Regions from separate parts of the Gossypium raimondii genome. Here region 1 is linked to region 2. Evidence: chromatin contacts called from public Hi-C data. All regions are on one chromosome and are shown on one strand. Each heading gives the region's core, a stretch centred on a gene start, on an enhancer-like site or on the middle of the called end of the contact. The rest is flanking DNA. Distances are from core to core; before and after follow the strand shown. Region 1 has its middle 29 kb from the start of LOC128042717. Region 2 holds the start of LOC105799806 (scarecrow-like protein 21).

The links. Hi-C and Micro-C count contacts between places; a contact is called where the count stands out from the background.
Region 1: a contact with region 2 is called in a Hi-C map of leaf, with 3 times the contacts expected there. The contact joins the enhancer-like site here to the promoter of LOC105799806 in region 2.

Annotation. Positions count from the first base shown.
Region 1 is chr7:19,427,391-19,434,540 of ASM2569854v1, reverse strand. No RefSeq gene overlaps it. Among protein-coding and RNA genes, the nearest start is that of LOC128042717, 29 kb to the left of the region's middle. Within about 2 kb of position 3,125, the one cell type or tissue checked has open chromatin away from gene starts, as enhancers often do. A contact at or near this core is called in leaf, where this site is marked.
Region 2 is chr7:19,295,468-19,302,345 of ASM2569854v1, reverse strand. LOC105799806 (scarecrow-like protein 21) reads left to right here and starts at 2,199. Exons shown (of 2, transcript XM_012630563.2): 1 at 2,199-2,357; 2 at 3,338-5,190. The coding sequence starts at 3,480. The coding sequence ends at 5,075. It overlaps LOC105799833, which reads left to right. Exons shown (of 5, transcript XM_052633233.1): 5 at 612-1,136. The coding sequence ends at 616. LOC105799814 (WRKY transcription factor 1) reads right to left here. Exons shown (of 6, transcript XM_012630573.2): 2 at 6,700-6,878; 3 at 6,454-6,613; 4 at 6,224-6,382; 5 at 5,523-5,960; 6 at 5,277-5,521. The coding sequence ends at 5,353.

The DNA of each region.
Region 1 (7,150 bases), core at 1,876-4,375, 130 kb before region 2:
TATAACTTTCATATTTAAGCCATGTTTTCAATCTGATTTTAATCACATCCTTCTACAACCTTATAATATCTATAATTATAGAAATTTCATGCTAGTTTTGAATTATTTTCATTTTAATCCCTATACAAAAAACAAGCATTTTAACTTTAAATTTAATCCTTTTTTATTTCTAAGCTTATAAACCACCATATTAACACCAAAAACATAAAAAAAATCAATGGAAACATTTCAAAGCTTTAATAGTTTTACGATTTAATACCTGAAATAGCTAAATCAAGTTACAATTATCTCAAAAACATAAAATTTACGAAAAACGAACTTAGTATACCTTACCATGCAAGGTTCGAAAGATTGAAAGTCAATGGAGCTTTTCTTCTTTTATTTCCATGGGTTTTTTGGTGGTGGAAGATGAATAGAAAACAAACATGGTTTTGTTTTTTTCCATTTCTTTATGTTTTATAAATATAATAATATAATTATAATAATAACATTATTTACACACAAATCATCACTTAATCGTCCAACTTCTTGACTAAATTTCCATTTAAAGCCTTGATTTAATATTAATTAGTCCTTTTAACAAATAAAATTAATAGCGGTTAATTTTTTCGGTTTTTATGATTTAATTTTTATACCTTAATTAGCTATTAATTCAAAAAATTACCTATCAAAAATTCAATTCACGTTTATCACAACTCCATAAATATTTAATAAAAATATTTACGGGCTCGATTCTGAAATGAGATCTTGATATCTCATTTTTGACACCACTGATTTTAAGATTATTATACTTATACCTTAATTAACTATCCTTTGAACAAAATTACTAAACCATAATTTAATATATTACCAAATTAGGCTCGTAAATATTATTATTTAACATTTTCAGACTAGAACTTCAAAAATAAGATTTCGAAACCACATTTTTCAGTCACACAAAAAATCGGTTGTTACAAAATGTGTGGTCCACGTTTAATCACCAAGTTTTAAACACAACCAATAGGTCAAATTCAATGTCAATCATATAATATCTTCGAAAAAAAATATTTCCAACATGATTATCATGTGAAATGATTAAAATACCTTTATATGGAAAATTTACATTTTAATCCCTTTTTACCTCTTACTGGACTTCCTTCGCATCAAATTCAACCCTTCACATATTCAGATTCATAAACCATATTTACTCACTAATAGTTGTCCACTTGTAAATATTACACTTATGCCCTTTTTGATGACAATGGAAAATTTTCCAATTTGGTTCTTGTATCATCCAAGCTTTTTCAATTTAGTTAAAAAGTGGCTTCCATCATACTAGTTCACATTCCAAGTCATTCTCATGCCAAATAATCATTATCGATTGACATTTTCTTGATTGGTCAATTTATATTCTAGTCCTTCAACTTTTCAAAATTTATGTTTTGTTCTTTCTTTTCATATATTTTTCACATTCACGATTTTCTACATTTATTTCCATCTCCAATACCAATTAAATTCCTTATGATCTATCTTTATCTGGCTCATTTTCAAATTTTCCTCAAAAATTCACTATGACAACCCTAAAACAATACCAGATGTTGTACCGAAGATTTCGGGCATTACAATTACATTGGACTAGAATTAAATTTGGATTGATGAAATGGCTTATGAATTTAATACAGGTTGGAATTGGATTTGGACCAGAACTTGACTAACAAATTTGACTTTGATTTCAAAATGTGATTTTCTTTTTATGGTTTTGATGTCGAAGGAAGACAAACTAGGGATAAGCGTTCGATCGAATTGAATAGAATAAAAATATTTTGAATTAATTGAGTTAACGAATCTTATTTTATCATCTTAACTCGATTTGAAATTTTCTCGAATCAAGTCGAATGAGATGGAATTCAAATCGAATCAAATATATTTATTTGGGTTAATTTTAAAAAAATGACTTTGGGTCATTGTATCCATTGCCACCCACCGTATTCAAATTTGTTATTAACTTTCAACCCCTCATAATTTATTTATTAATATTTAATATACGGGTTAGCTTTTTTGTTTTCATAGTTGCTTCAATTATCTTCTGGTTCTTGTCACCATGTATTTTGAAATTAAAAAATATATATTAAATATAAAATATGATTTTTAAATAAAATTTATTTTAAAGATAAAATGTGAAATTGATACTAACAAAAGATTTTAACATGAATATTTTATGTCATCACCAATAATTAAATTTTAACATAAATTTATAAAGATTCAACATGATTAAACAATTTAATAATAAAAAGGAAATAATTTTGGGGATTTGGGAAGAAGTAAATTATTTTAGAGGGAAGTAAAAATTTTGGGATGGTAAAAGGAAAAAAAAATTGAGTGTTTGGAAAAGTAAGATTTTTTGAAAAAAAGTAAAAGGGTTTGACTTTTAAGGGTTGCGCGGGGCGGGGGAGGAAGTAGAAGGATTTGATATTTAGTTTATTTAAATTATTTGAATTCGAAAATTTAATTCGATTCGAATTTGAAATTCAAAAAAAGAAATTGATTTGATTCGATTAAATCAATTCGAATAATTCGAAATTTGAATTTTTTATTTTTTTTAGAATAAAATAGTAAATAGCATTAATAAATAATAATAATAAACTATAAAAATCTTAATCTAGTGGTGCATTCCCTTTCGAATTAAAAGAAAAAGGGCCAAAGATTGGGGCCCTAACAATTAGTGAAATGAACTTTAGACTAAAATTAGATTTGGACCGGTGAAAAGGCTTTTAACTTTGGCATGGATCGAAATTAGATTTAGATTTGGATTTGGACTTGAAATGTGACCTTGGATTTTGCTTTTTGACCGATTGACTTGAGTTTTGAATTGAGCGACCTCATTTGTATCCTTAATCTTTTTTCAATTATAGTTTCTTATTTTTATTTTTCTGAATTTTTAATTTTTTATATTTCTAAATTAATATTAATTTAAAATGCCCAAAATGATTAAACCATATTAGATTAAGTATTTTCAACCAAGAGGTAATAGCCTAATAGGATGCTCAATAGTCTACATCCCAGGGCAAAGATCCAGTCTCTCCTCACCTGGTTCACATGGCCAACCATTTATTCGGTCTGAATCAAGTCTTGGTCCGTCCATCAAGTGTTTTACAGTTTAATTTAGCCAGCCCGCTTGACTGAAAATTTTTCCTCCATCTTTCCTTTAATTAAGGCTATGTTTGGTCAATTGCAAGTCTTGGTCGAAATTGAATCAAAATGAAACTTGAATAGACGTACAAATTGGTTCAGTGCATGCAGTCTAATTGTCCAAGGCACATATCATATAGATAATTTAAAATGGGACTGTAGTATTAGTGAATACATTTTTCATGAAAGATAGTGTAGATGAATACAATTATTTACACAATACTTTATCTAACAATCCATATTCACTTAATTTTAATTTGGGTGACCCTACGTACAATTATTACTTATTCTACATATTATTGTAACAACCTGATTTTGTGGTGTCAAAATATAGGTTCAAAATTCTCTTTTGTAAATCGAACCCGTAAATATAAAATATGAATATTTATAGAATTAGTGTAAAAATATATTGAAGTTCGTTAAGTAATTTCACTGAGAAAATAGTTAATTAAAGCTCGGGACTAAATTGTAAAAATCCAATCGCTATTGAGTTTTAATTAAAAAGACTTAAGGACCTAAATAACAATTATCTAAAAGACCAAAATAATTATTTAACCATGGATTAATATGAGATAGTAGATGGTGATAGTGGTGGTGGATACTACTTAATTTAATTAATAGTTAACTTATTATAATAAAACCTTAATTAATCTAATTAAACAAGCTTAATTAATAACTAATCATAGTATAAATATTAAGTTAGTGGAGGATGAATGTACCATCTTACTCATTTGCTTTCGCCGTCCCAAACTTTAAGAGAAAAAAGAAAAGAAAAATCCTTGTTGACCTTTAAATATCCGGCAAGCAAAAATTTCAAGGTAACCAAGCTTTTTTCATTAAGTTTTATAGATTTATGATCACGAAGTTTGATTTAGCTAGCACATGTCTTAATTTTTTCAATTGTTAAGTTTTTAGCAAGTTGTCATTATTTAGAAATTGATAAAAGAGGCTTAAATTTGATAGCTATTAAGCTTAGATCATGATAATGACTAAATTGTAAACTTAAATAAGTTTGATAGTTAACTTTGTAACATTAGGGACCAAATTGGATAAATTGAAAATTTGTCATAAGATTGTGCTATGAATATGAAGTATAGGGTTTCTAATGAAATAATGTGAAATTGGATTTTGATCCAAAGCTAGACATCGAAAAATATGCTTATCCCAAGTATAGACACTAAACTGAATCAAATGAAAAATATAGTTGACTTTGTATTTGGATATGCATTTGATGAAATATGATGTTGTTTATAAATTGAATTATCAAACGTAGCTAAATGCGACATTGGCCCATCGAGAGGGAAAGGAAAGACAAGAGTCGCTGACAAGTAACCACGATTTCGATTTGTACTTTTATGATTCAAGTACAATATATATAAACATACGAATATATATATATACATGATTGTGGCATATGTAACACCCCTACCCTGTATCCGTCGTCGAATTTGGGGTTAAGAGGCATTACTAATCAAACATAACTCAAAACAGACATCCGGTATAGTTTAATAATTTTCAGAAAATTATTATTAAATATAATAAGCAAAGTCTAATATTTAAATAAGTATAATATATAAATTCTACTTTGATCATTTTAAACAGAACATAAGATTTGAATCTAGTTAAACTATAAGAAAATAAGCCATATTTGTATGGCTATTAATTATATATATTGTACATCAAGTACAACTTTCAAAATATTATCCAGTCTATACATGCCATAAGTTAAAATTTTAAAACATTTAATACCGAGACTATAGATAGAGTGATGATCTTGCTGACGATCCCCAAGCCTGAAACTTGCTCTTTAAGTCTATAAAACAGAGAGACGTAAACAAATAAAGTAAGCTTTTATAGCTTAGTAAGTCTATAGCATAACTAAAATACTTATAAAAGAATCATATAATTCCTTAAGTAAAATTGTTAAGATCACAAATATCCAATATAATTACTGTTCAAACACTAATATCTTAAGTCATTTTGTTGATATCTAAAAGAATTTATATTTAACTAATACATATAAACGAACATATGTATATACATTATATGCATATAACCGAGTTATTAACATCTCATTAATTTCATATTTTGATTACTAGTGTACTTATCACTTGCACTTCTTGAATGCATATATATATTATTCAAATACATATGCCAAAAGCAAATAATTATACTTATCAACCACATGTGCGAATGCACATATATATACTTATAGTTCACATATGCTTAACGCATAGATATATATATATATATATATATATATATATATATATCCAACAATTTCATGATAACCAATATAAATATATATACTCACCAAACACAAAGATTCGAGCTTTTATATGCTCATCAAAAACATAGCAACAGATGTTCATATATTTATCCAATACAAATAACCAAATCATATACATATATACCCAATGTATATAATCACTCAATTAAAACAGATTCAACGGCACTTAGCCTGCTAAGCTTAAAGCCTGATTCAGATCACCGGCACTTAGCCTGCTAGGCTTATAGCCTGATTCAGTTCACCAGCATTTAGCCTGCTAGGCTTAAAGCTTGATTCAGATCGTCGGCACTTAGTCTGCTAGGCTTATAGCCTGATTCAGTTCACTGGCACTTAGCCTGCTAGGCTTTAAGCCTGAATTGATTCACTGGCAATATACCTGCTAGGCGCTGAGCCTGAATACGCAATTCACATTAGATATAATTCATTTTCGAACTAAACTTGTATACAAAGTCCATGCATAAAGATTTAGCTTAAAATTCATAATTTATATCATTGATACACATTGTTATATAAAGTTCAATCACCAATTCCAAACTTGATAATTCAATGATTCAACCGAATACATTTATATATATATCTTTACACTATAGATTCAACTACTACCATCATAATATTTAACTTCTATTATACTTAAATAACATACATTTCACATTCGAACATATTAAAATAATCTAAGCTAACAATTTCATACTTTTGATTCAATGCAAATCTTAAACATATATATACATATACATTCGACCATATATATCAATATATAATTCCATACCTAATTTCAATACAAGAAATTATACCATGACGTATATATATAGACATATTGAATTTATCATGTACTTCAGAATTCATTCTTAACTTCATAACAAGAATTTATACATGTATAATGCATAATCAAACCTCACACGTTTAAATAATAATATATCTAATTTCAATACAAAAAACATACACATGTATATTTACATGCTTAATCAAATTTATTATATATTTTAAAACATACATATTATAAATCAAATCCAAAAGTTTACCATGTATATACTTATAAATTCATTCGACCCTTGCGTAGATATTTATGTTATCCAAACTTTTGATTAAATCAATAATTTATACATGAATATACATACATGAACTTGAATCTTGTATATACATATAAAACTCTCATACTTCAATCATGATCAAGAACATTTATAAATATATATATGCTTATATACCTTTCTTACTTTAACCGTTTGCAAAAATTATATAAGTATAAACTTCTATGTTCGAACATTAGAAATACATATATATGTATATATATATATAAATCATTCAAATTTTAAATATATTAAATAGATATATATTAATTTAATAACATTTAATAGCTAATAGACTTACCTCGGATGGTGACAAGTCGAAACCGGACTATTAATCGATAACTTTAGCTTTTCCCCGATCCAACTTTGATTTCTTCGGTTCTTGATCTAAATATATTCAAATGAGCTAGTTTAAATATAATTACATTCAATTTAGTCCAAAAGCACATAAATGGGCAAATTACTATTTTGCCCCTAACATTTACACTTTTTGCAATTTTATCCCTATTGCATAAAACACAAAATTTCCCCACATTATACAAGGGCCGAATATCCCTAATGCTCATACAAGTCCACACATTTCATTTATTTCACATTTTAGTCCCTTAAAATTTTAATTTCACAATTT
Region 2 (6,878 bases), core at 950-3,449:
GTGGTTTCTAGTTTCTCTACTGCCCCACTTTAGCAAAAATATTATTCGTGTGACAAACGTATCACTATGAGCTCTTAGCAATTCTTTTGTTACCTTTTTTCGTAGTTTCGGTGTACTATTGTCCTGGTGATGAACACCTAAGCCTTCAGGTGACAGGGATAGATCCTTGGCCCTAAGGAACTCCCTTACCTATGGTGGGATATATCATATGTCCAACTGGCTTGAACACCATATAATTTTAAAGAAAGCGTAGCTAACATCATGTATTGAAATGCAGCAAAGGAGAAGTCATCGCAGCTAGAAGATTTATGAATCGTAGTTTATCTTTATTTTCCCGTTTATCTTTCTTATGTCATGATAATTAAAAAACTCATATATGCAGATGATCAGCTGATAGGCTACTTTGATCTGTTTAATTTTTTGATACTTCATCTATGTTTCTTTAACCAGAGTTTACATATATGTATACATGTATATACATGTGTGTCTGTTTGTGTGTGGTGTTAAATTTATATTTTGACTGTGTATATAATTTTATTGGTTAGATGCTGCAAGTTTATCAAGGAACTTCGGGTATTTGTTAACCAGTATATTTATTCAATTTTTAATAGGTTAACTAAGGCCTATTTTTGGGTGGGTTGAACTTATATCAGTACTAGCAGATTAGAGGTTCTCTCAAGTTTCAGACATATTTGAGTTCCTATCTTGGAACAATGATGATGTTTGACGAGATGGGAATTTGTGGGGATATGGATTTCTTCAGTGCTCCACTTGGGGAAAAAGATGTGGCAGCCTCACAAATTGAACCAGAGGCGACGGTGGAGGATGATTATAGTGATGAAGAAATTGATGTGGATGAACTTGAGAGGAGGATGTGGAGGGACAAAATGCGTCTCAAACGGCTTAAAGAGCAGAATAAGTGCAAGGAGGGGATTGATATTGCTAAACAGCGCCTGTCACAAGAACAGGCGAGGAGAAAGATGTCGAGGGCACAGGATGGGATTTTGAAGTACATGTTGAAGATGATGGAAGTTTTTGATGTTGTAAAACTATATAACATATGGATTAGGATGTAGAATTTCATTTTCATCTAACATTTTCTTAATATAAGTTAATTATGTTTATGCAGAATATAATTCTCAAGTTATATTTTGATTTTAGTAAATTCATATAAGAACATTTTATTATTAAGAATTTTATGAAATTATATATTATTATTAAATTATATTTAATATTAATTATTTTAAATTGTATAAATTCATATAAGAAAATTTATTATCAAGAATTTTATGAAATTATATATCATTATTAAATTATATTTAATATTAATTATTTTAAATTATATAAATTCATATAAGAAAATTTATTATCAAGAATTTTATGAAATTATATATTATTATTAAATTATATTTAATAATAATTATTTTAAATTATACAAATTCATATAAGAAAATTTATTAGTTATAATTATTTTCAATTTTATTAAATCATATATTTTAATTAAAATATATTTAATATTAATTATTTCAAATTATCTTTTATAGTATTATATATTATGATTTTAGTAAATTCATATAAGAATATTGATTATTAAGAATTTTATTAAATTATATATTTTAATTAAAATATATTTAATAATAATTATGTTAAACTATCTTTTATAGTATCATATATTATGATTTGAGTAAATTCATATAAGAATATTAATTATTAAGAATTTTATTAAATTATATATTTTAATTATAATATATTTAATAATAATTATGTTTAAATATGATTAAATTATTTATTATTGATATTAATAATCTTATTAAAATTTAAATAACAATAACAATAATCATTTACCCAAACAAATTTATGCTAAGGGTATTCTAATCATTTTAGTTTTTTCCATTATGTTATTACACCTCTATTCCATTCAACCAAACACAAGAATACTATTACACCTCTATTCCATTACATTTAACCAAATAATTAATTTGCTATTACGCCTCTATTCTATTACGCCTCTATTCAATTACGCATTTATTCTAATACAGCGAACCAAACGTGTTGTTACTAATTATTTACCCAAGGATAGTATAGTCATTCAGAAGTCTATTAATGGTGTGTATCTTGCAAGACAGCTCAGAAGTCAGAATGTTTTTTTTCTCTTTTTTCTGCCATTAATGGTAATCCTGTAGTTTTGGCATAATCGATGGGCTTTTAATCATCATCAGTTTTTAATTAATATAATGCACATGTGGCTCTTCAGTCTTCACTAAAGAAAAATTAATTAAATCTTTTCCTATCTTATTTCTTTCTTTCTCTTTCAAAACTCAAAGCTCAGCAAGCTAAGGATTCCTTAGAATAATAAGGTGGGTATGTTAAAACAATTGATTTGATATTGCAAGCCAATTTATTTTCTCAAATTGAGTTAATTTAAGATTTCTTTTTTTCTTCTTGCTTGCCGGAGGTTCTTGGAATTTTGGTTTATTTTTCTTTTGGTGAGTGGAGTTGTTGTTGGTTTCCTTATTGGAAGGGGGGAAGTTGTTTTGAGTTTAGTGAAAATGAGTTGGTGTTGGATCAACTATAACTAAGATGGTTTTTAAAGATTTCTAGTTTTGGTTTTACTTTAAGAATCTACACTTTCTGGTGTTGTTTTTTTTTTTCTTTTTGTCTTAAAAAAAATGATGTTTTTATGAAGAAGAAAGCATGTTCTTCACAGATTTATTGTGTTTTTTATTTTACTTAAAAGGAATAAAGACTTAATATTTTTCTAGTTGTGTAAAAGTAGAAGCTCCTTCACATCACATAATGTCAAATGAGTAATGATCTGGTGCTTGAATGAATTTTATTTATTTATGACGTAAAAAATATATATGTGGCTATGAGAGAGAATGCCTAGCTATATAAGTTGAAGTTTTGGTATCAGTTGGGTAAGACCAGAATTGATGTTTTGGAGATTGGAATAAATGTTGTTTAAATAGCTAATTAATGTACTTATTTTTCCTCCTTGTGCGGAATCAAAGATGTCTTTATTTTCCTTCATACGTATTTGGTCATGAGTATGTGGATATTAAGTATTCTTGTTGTTGAAGATCTAGGAATGTATGGTGGAGGGGGTATTGAATAATGATATTTTCATCTCTTGTTTTGTTGAAAATGGAAGGAAGAAAAGTATGTATATATTCTATTTTCTTATGAGTTGATGATAGTTTTTGTGATATCAGAAGAAAAATGGGCGCTTAGGTTTCGGTGAAATTGACTATTTTGATAGGCATGATGAATCTGGAATTTGTGTTGTATCCTCAATGCCGCCATTAAATCTTGCTGAGCTTGTTTCGCTCTTTTGCAGACCATGAAGAGAGAAGAGATAGCTGGGGGTGACATTGGTTTTTACACTTACTTTGTATGCAGCATTTAGCCTGTCAGATAGAATCAAAATTTCTTAATTTAGTACCTATAGCAACATAGAAGTCGAGAACCAAGAGACACCAATGCAAGCATCCCAGCAACATAGAAGTTCAGTCATGGCCAGCAGATTGTTTCCTCAAGTAAAGGAAGAAGTCGAGCCTTGCAGCTTCCCTCAATTCCCAGCTATTGATCGCTCTTTCTGCTATAGCGACAGCAGCCACGGATCCCATTTCTCAGTCAAGAATTCCCATGAGCCTTATTGCACTTTGGAGTCATCTTCTGCACGTGGCAGTTATACGGTCTACAATTCTTCATCAAATGGAAGCCCAATGTCACAGCAAGAATCACAGTCTAATATGTCTGACCTGCATCACTCTCCAGATAATACCTATAGCTCTCCTATTAGCGGTTCCTGCATAACTGACGATGTAAGTGATCTGAAGGGTAAGCTGAGAGAGCTGGAAACTGTGATGTTGGGGCCTGATTGTGATATTATCAATAGCACCATCTCACCTGAGATGGACAGCTGGAGACTTGTAACGGATGCAGTCTCCAGACGAGATCTAAAACAGGTCCTTGTCTCCTGTGCAAAAGCTGTATCAGATAATGATCTATTGACAGCACAGTGGTTAATGGATGAATTACGACGGATGGTGTCAGTTTCTGGTGAGCCCATCCAGAGGTTGGGAGCATACATGTTGGAAGGGCTTGTGGCACGACTGGCCTCCTCGGGGAGCTCGATCTACAAGGCTTTGAGATGCAAAGAACCGGCAAGTGCTGAACTATTATCTTACATGCATATTCTTTATGAGGTTTGCCCTTACTTCAAGTTTGGTTACATGTCCGCTAATGGAGCTATTGCGGAAGCCATGAAGGATGAAGATAGAGTTCATATTATCGATTTCCAAATAGGTCAGGGGAGTCAGTGGATTACTCTTATTCAAGCATTTGCGGCTAGGCCTGGTGGGCCGCCTCACATCCGCATTACTGGTATCGATGATTCCACATCTGCTTATGCCCGCGGAGGAGGCTTAAACATTGTTGCAAAGAGGCTGTCTAAACTTGCAGCGCTTTTTAAAGTGCCATTTGAGTTCAATGCTGCTGCCATGTCTGGTTGTGAGGTTCAACAAGAGCATCTTCAAGTTCGACCTGGAGAGGCTCTAGCTGTAAATTTTGCTTTCATGCTTCACCACATGCCTGATGAGAGTGTGAGCACCGAGAATCATCGTGACCGACTCTTGAGGCTGGTTAAGAGTCTGTCTCCAAAGGTTGTAACCCTAGTCGAGCAGGAATCAAACACAAACACTGCTCCATTCTTCCCAAGGTTCCGTGAGACGTTGAACTATTATACAGCCATGTTTGAATCCATCGATGTGACTCTCCCACGGGAACATAAAGAGCGAATCAATGTGGAGCAGCATTGCCTGGCAAGGGATGTTGTTAACATCATAGCATGTGAGGGGCCGGAGAGAGTGGAACGACATGAACTCATGGGAAAGTGGAGGTCAAGGTTCAGAATGGCGGGGTTCACTCCTTATCCATTAAGTTCCTTGGTGAATGCCACCATAAAAACACTGCTTGAGAACTACTGTGATAGATATAGGCTTGAAGAGAGAGATGGAGGTTTATTTCTTGGTTGGATGAATAGGGATTTGGTCGCTTCTTGTGCATGGAAGTGATTTCTTTCTGTATAACTCTGGCATTCAGCTATGCTTGGATGTCTTTGTCTTAGCTGCCAACAACTTATTTAAGCGTGCATTTCTTATAAATCATAAGTTAGCCTGCTTCTCTGCAGTCATCTCGTTCCATTGTTTCATTCATTCAGTGACACCTAAAACTTGAATAATAATGGAAGACGAAGGTGAAAAATAACTGAGAAATTTCTCAATAAACATTAGCCTATTTTATATCAGATCTTTCCGTAAGATAAAATTCTACATCTTAATCTTGCATTATTTAAACTGGTTGAATAATTTTACACATGGGGGTTGCTTGCCAATATTGATACTCCGAATCAATCATTGCGAATACGAACACCCCAAGAATATGGACATGGACCATCTTATCACTGTCAGCAATACCATTTTTCCATTTTGCTTCGAATTTGCTACTGATCTGCTCATTCTGTATTCTGAGAACTTGATTTACTATGAGCAGTGTAGCCAACCACTTCACTCTCTTCATTGTGATCTAACTTTCCACTCCGTTGCTCATTTGACCCACTTTCAGGACCCAATGTAGGTGCATCAACTGTGCAAACATGAACAGTACCACTTACTTCTAACTTAGTTCTTGACTCGCCATTCGATTGCTCGCTCGGTTTATTCTCGGCTCCAGAACTAGAATTAATGGTCTCCCTTTCTTCTACCTTGGTGCCTGATTCACTGTTATGAGCTGCTGAATCAACATTTAAGCCAATTATATTATAAGTAACAGTCCTAGTTGGAGGCAAATCATGGTCATGTTTTCCCTCATATGTAGTTATAACCAATTTTGCATCATGAGATGCCCTCTCCACATGCTTCTTGACAGGGCATCCGGGATTTGAGCACCTGTAATAACTCCTACATCACAAGTGAGCGGAGAGTCAACTTCATGCCAAAAGCCGCAGTATGGTTACATATGTAAAGAATGGAAAATTTTCTGCGATCAAAACACATTTAAGTGATATGCACAAGTACTCTCAGCACTAGAGATACTTGTGATAAGAAAACATCTATAGTTGGTATAACAATATGATTATCTTCGTTGCCAAAGAGCAGCAATAATATGTAAATTAGACAAAAGTGTTTGAAATGTGTACAAACAAAAATAAGGTGATTCATACCTTGGATTAGGATTGCCTTTAACTAATTTTTGGCCATATTTGCGCCAACGGTACCCATCATTTACGATGTCAACCTCACTTAGTGTCTTAATAACCATAGGTGATTCACTTGTTGGTTTATGCACTGGAGATACATCAACATTATCGCTCTCTTTCTTTCTGTTTGCATTCAGTGACTGTTAACGGAAGGTTAAGAGGAACAAACACACAAGAAAAATAAACTAAGGTACCTGCGTTTTGAGATGAGATGACAATCATCATTACCAGCAATATTTTGCATCCCATTTGATTTTGATTTCACATCTTCACTAGCAGCAATAGGTAAAGGCTGAGAACTATCCCCTGGCTCAATCAGGCGAGGTGTTTGGATATGTGCACCCAATGATTTGTCTTCAAATATGAGATCAGTTATAAATCAAGCAACTTTTGCTTCATCAGATTAGACAAGTCATAAATGATTAAGATGATTTTCTTACCTTTGATAACAGTTGGAGATGCATTATCTAGTCTCTCTTCAACGACAGAGACAACAAAGCCAACAGCTACGGGTGGGTTCAGCGGCTTTGCATGATCATGCTGACCAAAATAAACAGTGTCGACCATTTTCCCATCATGTGAATGTTCCAATTGCTTTTTCACTTGGCAGTTTGGATGT